Linked DNA regions of Rattus norvegicus: region 1 is linked to region 2. The links are chromatin contacts, called in public Hi-C maps. All regions are on one chromosome and are shown on one strand. Each heading gives the region's core, a stretch centred on a gene start, on an enhancer-like site or on the middle of the called end of the contact. The rest is flanking DNA. Distances are from core to core; before and after follow the strand shown.

The links. A called contact is a pair of places that touch in the nucleus more often than the background predicts.
Region 1: a Hi-C map of the A7r5 cell line shows a contact between it and region 2, with 12 times the contacts expected there. The contact joins the promoter of Sox4 here to the enhancer-like site in region 2. A contact is called at or near these places in 12 of 12 Hi-C or Micro-C datasets (the A7r5 cell line, the Rat2 cell line, Schwann cells and 7 more) and 1 of 1 datasets of contacts at active chromatin or transcription factors (oligodendrocytes).

What each region holds. Positions count from the first base shown.
Region 1 is chr17:35,873,511-35,877,631 of GRCr8, reverse strand. It overlaps Sox4 (SRY-box transcription factor 4), which reads right to left and starts at 1,334. Exons shown (of 1, transcript NM_001271205.1): 1 at 1-1,334. The coding sequence starts at 678.
Region 2 is chr17:34,947,604-34,951,668 of GRCr8, reverse strand. The region is part of intron 4 of Cdkal1 (CDK5 regulatory subunit associated protein 1-like 1); the gene reads right to left. Among named protein-coding and RNA genes, the nearest start is that of Cdkal1, 22 kb to the right of the region's middle. Within about 2 kb of position 1,833, at least 5 of the 93 cell types and tissues checked have an H3K27ac peak or open chromatin away from gene starts, as enhancers often do. A contact at or near this core is called in the A7r5 cell line, where this site is marked.

The DNA of each region.
Region 1 (4,121 bases), core at 85-2,584, 930 kb before region 2:
CGCGGGCTCCCCCAGGGGCAGCAGGGCGGCCTGCTCCGGAGAGAACGATGCAGCCGCCTTACCGCCGCCCGCCGGGACGAACTTGGCGTGGGGCTTGCCGACCGAGCTGCCCGCCACCTTGGGGCCGCAGCTCTTCTTGGGCGCGGGCTTGGAGCTGCCGCCCGCGCCACCCCCCGCGTGGCCGCTTCCCGCGTGGCCGCTGCCGCCGGCGACCTTGTCGCCCTTCTCCCCAGGTTTGGCTGTGGCCGCCGATCCCGCGCCCGTGTTGCCCGACTTCACCTTCTTTCGCGGCCGGTACTTGTAGTCAGGGTAGTCAGCCATGTGCTTGAGGCGCAGCCGCTCCGCCTCCTGGATGAACGGGATCTTGTCGCTGTCCTTGAGCAGCTTCCAGCGTTTGCCCAGCCGCTTGGAGATCTCGGCGTTGTGCATGTCGGGCGACTGCTCCATGATCTTGCGCCGCTCGATCTGCGACCACACCATAAAGGCGTTCATGGGCCGCTTGATGTGGCCACTGGGCGTCTTGCACCAGCTAGGGTCGTCCGCCTTGCCACCCGTGGACGCCGTGGAGCCGGGCGTCGGGGAGGACGCGATGCCCAGCTCCAGGCCGGCGCCCGAGTCTGAGCTCTCCCCAGCCAGCAAAGCCTCCGTGTTCTCCGCGTTGTTGGTCTGTTGTACCATGGCCCCGGCTTGCCGGGCGCCCACGCGCGCTCACACGCTCGCGGCGCGGTCGCCGGGCCCTGCGGGCTCCCCGGGGCGGAGACCAGGGTCCCCTGAGCAGCGCGCGGGCCAGGGGCGGCCGCCTCCCGCCGCCAACCTAGAGTCTCCGAGGCCCTCCGTCCTCCCTCACCGCTGAAGTTCTCCCTGCGGGCACCGAGGCTGGAGTCGGCCGCGGCGAGGAGTTTCTCCAAACGTTGGTAGCCGGAGTATCTTCCAAACGCAAGTTTCTCGCCGCCTCCGGGGCAAGTCTTTCCCCCACCCCTTTCCCCTGAAGCAGTCGATTGCAGTTCACGAGAGCTCGCGGTAGCTCAGGAAAGCGACATCGTCTCTAGCGCCTAAGTCCCTTTCCTGCAGAGCAAAGCCAAAGCGACTCTGGCTCCGGGACTCTCTGTGGGCGGAATCGGTGCTGAGGAGTTGGTGCAATTATTTTGTTGCAAGGTAGGAAGCCAAGAAGCTTGCATGCAACAGACCGGCATGAATAAATGTATGTTTCTCCCTCCCTCCTGCAAGAAGGAGAGCTGGTTACCGGCAGAGTTCCCCCACTGCAGACTCTCTAAGAAACAGCGTGCAAGAACTGGAAACCGGGAGGGAGACGGCCCTCTTTCCCTCACTCTGTTTCTCTGGCTGCAGCTTAGAGCAGACCCCAATTCCGCCTCGCGCTTCTTTATCCTTTCGCAGACAGCCAATCAGCCGCTGTAACTAACGCTTCCTCGTGCCAAGCCCCTCCCCCGTCCTTCCCATTGGCTTGGAACCCGATGCAATAATAATCTCCGCGTGCAATGAGAAGCTCCAAATCTGACCTCATTCCAATTTACAGAGCAAACTTTTTAAAAGGGCTAGAAGTACAGCTGAGATTTCTGCTGCCTCTTTTCCCCCCTTTTGCTGGGCGCGCGCGCGCGCGTGCGTGCCTGTGTGTGTGTGTGTGTGTGTGTGTGTGTGTGTGTGTGTGTGCGCGCGCGCGCGCGTGTGTGAAGAGGATGTTAATGCATGAAGTTATTAAGGGGAGAGACGGAAATGTATTCTAGCCATTATGTTAGATAACAAGGGGCTTGGAGGGGGGGTAAGGGTGAAATACTGTAAATGGAAGCTTTCTGCTTAAAAGCCGAGTGATTATTTTTATTAGTTCTTTTCAGCCCAGGAATAAAGAATCAGCCTTTGGTGCAAAATCTCTTTTCTTAGCTCCTTCTTAAAGCTAGAGATGTAAGTGGGGGGAGCCACAATAATAAATCAATGGATATTGAAAACCATTAAGAAAGTGGCACCTAGACACCTGTCATCACAATTATTTTAACAACTCCATGTTCAGAACAGACGTTGGTGTATTGTGTAAATCCCTTCAGGATGCTATCTGTGCTGTTTGTGAAAGGCAGTTTTTCCCCCTTTTCAGTAATTGCTTACTCTTTTTGCCAAACAGAGGTTAACTAGTTATTTAATGATTTCAGCTCCCCTATAAATCCTGGGTAGGCCAAACAAGATTTTCTGTGGAAAGCCAAGGCAGTGGCCCATAATTACCTCAATAAGAGACTTTGTATGATTTTTGTATAGGGCGATCATGGTGAATACAGGATGGGATTGACTTCACTTTCTAAATGTTTGTTTTCCACAATTTCCAAAGGATAGATGGGTTCCTTTGACCCACCTCCTTGTTTTCTTACTCATTTTATCTGCAGCCTGTGCTACTTGAAGCAAATGGGCCTAGAAGACTAAGGAAAAGAGAAGGGGGTGGCAAAGGAGAGTGGAGCTGCTGCACCTACCTCAAGCCCCACCCCTGATCTTTCTTTCCAAATCTCAATTGTCCACCTCTTCTGTGCTTCGGGAACCCCATGGGCTTGTGTTAGTGGCTGGTGAGTGTGTGATTATAAACCACTGATGTGTGTCCTGAGCCCTCTGTGGATTCTAACCTGAGTTCCTTCCTAATGCAAATGCCACTTCTAGTAAAAGCGGCATGACATTCAAGAGACTAAGAAGGAAGATGGGTACTGATGGTGAAACATAATCAAAATCCTGTCGGCTGGTCCCCGTTTGTTACCTCAGTACTTGGGAGGTGCCATCAGGAAGATCGGGAGTTCAAGGTCATCCACTGATACTTAAGAATTCCAGGGGGGCTGGGGATTTAGCTCAGTGGTAGAACGCTTACCTAGGAAGCGCAAGGCCCTGGGTTCGGTCCCCAGCTCCGAAAAAAAGAACCAAAAAAAAAAAAAAAAAGAATTCCAGGACAGCCCCGGCTGTACCAGACCTTGTCTCAAAGAGCATACACATGGCAGAAAGTATTTAGAATATAGAATAACTGAGTTCCATAATCACCCTTTTCCCCAAGATCTGAACACTGGGATTCTAGTAAAAACAGACCTTTCCTAATATGATGATAAATTGATTTTCATCAGGCTAGCGACAGAGGAGTCCAACTTAGAATCAGCTCTGAATTCGTGGCACAGTAGTGCTGGGTGGTATATTTCCCTTTATCTCGTCATAGTTTCAGAGTACGGAGGCTGGAAAGAGGCCTAGGGTGTGAAGAGTTAGACATTTACTGGAAAGAATACCCTATGGAGACAGCTGATTGGGACTCTAAGATCAACCGCAGGCAAGAATGTTTTTGTGGGTAAAAGCAAGTAATTTTTTTTTTGACCATTTGCTACCCATGGCAGCCCTTTTTTAATTTCCAGAGGAGGAAATCCTAAAATAGTATGCACCCCCTCAAAAAAAACAAAAACAAAAACAAAACAAAACAACCCTTCACCAAGAAAAGTGTTTTGCAGGACAAAGGCAAGGCATATGTGTCTTTTCTGACACCCCCAGATGCACATCCTTAAGATGTCATCAACCTGGCATCTGGGTTACCCTAAAAAAGGTCTATTGTCTACAAAAAAAATCAATATTTTCATTGTGACAAAAGCAGAGTAGATGTATTCCTTGTAGGATCTGTACCAAATAATGTTGGATAATTTGGCAAAGATGAATGTTGGCGAAATTGGTGGTATTTCCAATGGTGTAAATCACCCTTCACAGTTACACTTATGCTTAACGCACAGATTTTATTTTAAAAGCGTATATAAAGAAAAAGAAAAGTAGTTCCCGGCCTGATTCTTTTGTTAGATGCATTTCAGGAAACCCAAAAGATTTTAAGATGTTCTGTTATAGTACATGCCATCAAAGGACAAAAGGTCTTTAAGGGAAAGGGGATAAAACATTTTAAGTTAATTAATTATTATTATTATTATTATTTGTATGGTAGTCAACTGCTTGGCACTGTGCTTAAATGGAGATCAGAAGACAACTTGTTGGGGTCAGTGATCTCTTTCCACTGTCCAGGTACTGGGGATTGAACTCAGATTGTCAGGTTTGGCAGAGGAGTCTGTACCAGATGAACCAACTCAGCCTCTGTTTAAAGACCTTCCTCATCCCCC
Region 2 (4,065 bases), core at 584-3,083:
AAATAAAGTATAAGAAAGCACTCAGCATTTCTATGTAAACTGCATCTGAAGGATTATTATGGGACTCACACACTGGCTGAACTTGGAGTGTTCAGGTTTTAAACATTAATTTACTTTGACTATGTGCATGTCAAAATGAAAGATTGCTGTCTGGATTCAGACATGCCATATTAATATTGAACGCAGGCATTCACTTCAGGTCAGTAGTCACTCCGAGTCGGCTTCAGCAGGTGGTAAAAGGAATGCACTCATTAAAATGTATGTGGTACAAGGTTATCTCCCCAAAGCAGCTCTCAAATAGAGGTAGCCTTGAAACTCGAGCACTAGATATGCTAGAACCAGCCTCTAATCGTCACGAGTACAGAGAAAATTGAACTTACTCTTGCCACCTAATAACCAATAAGGTTAGCTGCCCTCATCAGTGTCTTCGGAGAAGTCAGAGAATTGAACTGTTCGACACCAACCTGGCATCTGCCCACAGCTAAACTCTCCTGAACTTAACCTGAACTAACCTGTACAAACCTGTACAAACCTGAACTAACCTGTACAAACCTGTACAAACCCGGGCTTCCTTCAGACGAGTACAAGTAAGAAATGTGTCCTCATTTTGGAGACCTTACCCTATTTCTCAATTAAATGATATTTTATTCCTTTGTATTAACTCCATTCAAATTAATTTTCCCATTTGTAACATAATAAATTTCAGTTCTCCAGAATAAAGGTAAAATGTTCAAAATAAGAGGCCTGACTTATACCAAAGATGATTTTCCCCAAAATAAACTTACTTCTGATATTCAGCACCCACAGCTGTATGAATAACTACCCAGATCTTGTGCTTTTCTTTAAGTTGCTTTTCAATGTCAAGAATAAATCCTTTTCCTGTTTTATATACACTGCACCTAAACTTATAACAGCCAAGTCTTCCACCTTCTCACTTAAAAAGCACCTAATTAATTTGCCATTACTAGATAATCCACCTCATTTTAATAACATTAAAGCAAATATCAGCTATTGTATCTATAGACCATTTATGTTCACAAAAAAAAAAGGTCAGTCATTTTGTACATAAGACAAGAGCCCATGAATTTGTCATGAATCACTTCACATTGCTTCATTTGCTCCTTATCTACCCACTGACCAAACCAGCAAGCAGGGAGAAGGGCAGGTGGACGGACAGAGGGGAGATGGAAGTCTTCTTGCAAGGGTAAGACCAGATTTGTCTCCTTGGTTGAATACACAGCACAGGCCTGCGATCCATGCATACCTAGTGAATAAATGAATCTATAAAGAGTCTGAGGCGCACTGGACTTCATGTGTTCATCTTATTTATGAATAACCTGTGGTTCAGGAACATTGGACAGTGTCACTAAGGCCACAGGGCCAGTTGGTCATTCCTGTACAATCTAACACTATGCCTTTGCTTTTTCTCCCCTCCCCCCTACATACAGATTTAAGTTCAATATATCACTCTTTCTAGAAACTTGAACCACACAAAAACAGCTATGGGTGAAAAATGTATTATTTGGAGGTTAATTTTACAATCAGAAAAGAAATTTTTTCTACACTCAAAACCATCAGTAAGATATCCCCAAACCAAACAATCTGGTGACTGGCAGTCAGCACTCATTAGTGTGACACACTGGGATTTATCAGGTGGTCCATGACTACGCCAACAGTAAAACTAACTCACTGGAAATGCTCCTGACCAGAGTAAAAGCATTTGTTTGGCAGGTACAGAAGAAATGGTAAGTCAGAAAGAAACACCCAACACTGGCCAGATGCGCCAAGGAGTCACCAGTAAGTAAAAAGAGGAAAAGAGCCAACGGAGGAAAGTAGCAAAGAGCATGTGCCTTTTTACTGACTCATGGTCACCAGAGCCTATGAATCACATCTGAAAGGTACGGACAAAGCCATTTCACTGGTTTGCTGGAAGAAAGGGCCTCGAAAACTTAATAACTAAATACAGACTACAAAGATGCTAAACCCTGTCTGTTCAGGTGGTAGCATGTCATCCCTTGCTTTGTACCTAACAAGGGACAAGAGCAGCACAAGAAAGAGAAAACACATACAGAGCAAGCTCTGTTTGCTTCCCATAAAATGGCATGAATATTGACATAAACCATTAAATCCTAATCAAGTACATATTGTAGGCAAAATACAGTGGGTGCTAGGAACACAAAAGGAGAAGACTGTTCTTTACTCGGGTGCGTCCCAGTAAGAGCAAAGCACAAACAGGTGGGAAAGAGAGGCTGGAGGCCACGGCACTGTAAAAGAAGGACCTGAGTGGGGTCTGCGTGGGACAGGGCAGGGAAGGGAAGAGTAAGAAAAGTTCAAACAGAGCTTCACACCTGACAGTTCTAATCAAGGGCTTCACCTCAGACAAAGTTACATGGTGTACCCGGCCTCTCACTTCTGCCATAGTCAACATGATTCATTTGTGAGAATTAAAAACCTGAGAAAAGATGAGGATGTTCACTGACTACCAGCCATTTTTGGAACAAGACTCCATATCCTCTGACACCTAATCCCACATATTTCTCTGATAAAAATCACTGCTGTCTGACTCGCTGACTACCCAAAGAAGCCATCAGAGTTTACCTCGCTTCCTAATTAACACTCACCACAGACAAAGATACACAGGAGGGAAACATAGACAACTAAAAGACATCTAAATTGATCAAAAGCCATTAAATACATGCTTGATTCAAATTTCATTAGCATGGTCAGTGCATGTAAGGTACTGGAGTCTAAGACATCATAGATGGGAAGTTTCTTCATTAGAGCCTAAAGGCTAATGTCTGCCAGCCATTTACTGGTCATTGTAACAGCCCTAGAACCATTCCTGACATGAAGAGTCATGGGCCTAGAGAAGCCAGAATCATTTCTATGACAACATTCTCCAGGTTTTATCGGTGTTTGGATTTATCAGTATCCTTAAGAACAAAAGTTGATCCAAAGGCTGGAGAAGAAACAGTTTTAGGGCAGAACTCAACAGAACAGTAGATACTGTTCCTACCATATAAAAGGCTAAATATAAGGAAGAAATATCCTAAGTATATTTTCTATAATAAAGATAAAAATATTCTGTTGACAAAAATGTAAGAAAATGTATTTAAGATCTATAAATTTCCCCTACGGAATTTTCACTGTAACAGACTTAGCTATTTAAACTTTGGTCAGCTTGACTCTTTCTCTACATAGAGTTCTCAATTTCTCCACCATACACTGTGCAGTATTTAAATACATGACTCACGGTTAAGGACTAGAGACATAGGTATAACCAAGGAGCGCTAGCTTCTGTAAAACTGCCTGTGATACCTACTTTTCTGTTTTGGATACTTCCTCTCAGACATTAAAAAAAAAAAAAAATCAAAAGATGGTCATGAGCCTTTGCTTAATAAAGCCAATGACCCGACTCCCTTTCTTAATTAAAAGCTGACGGTAGTAAGAATACTTACTATTCGCAATGAATGTTCAGACATAACAGTCTTATTAAAATTATGTCTATCTTATAATTTCTTCCATTACTAATGCATGCTTAAAGAAATTGATTCTGAGATACATTTTTCTTGTCCTCTACCAGGCCTTGACACAGACTAGTATAAATGGTAGTGGGCGCTAACAAGCAGATTCAGCCAACACGGATGATTGAAATTAAAAAGCTATAGCGTATTAACATATCTAGGCCACACAGAAGGGTCATGAGGTAAGATCATCAGCATAAATTAGCACATTATTACGAGACAGCTACAGAAGACAGGCAAAACTCCGCACAGCCGATCTCTGAATCACACAAACATATAATGTTGTTTGACTGAACTACTTGGAGGAAATATTGCTAGTACAGTAGCACCTTTGACTACTCCCACTCCAGCCTGAGATACAAATTTGAATCCAGACAGCCTGGATGTATGGCTTGAGATGGAATTTGTTAACACATGTTTTAAACACTTAGCTGATTTTGTCCATTTCTGGGAATAAAGGTTTTATTTTGTTTTTAGTGCATTTTTTTGGTTTTTTTTTTTTCTATTTTTCCTACCAGAGTCTGTAAACATAAAGTCGTGC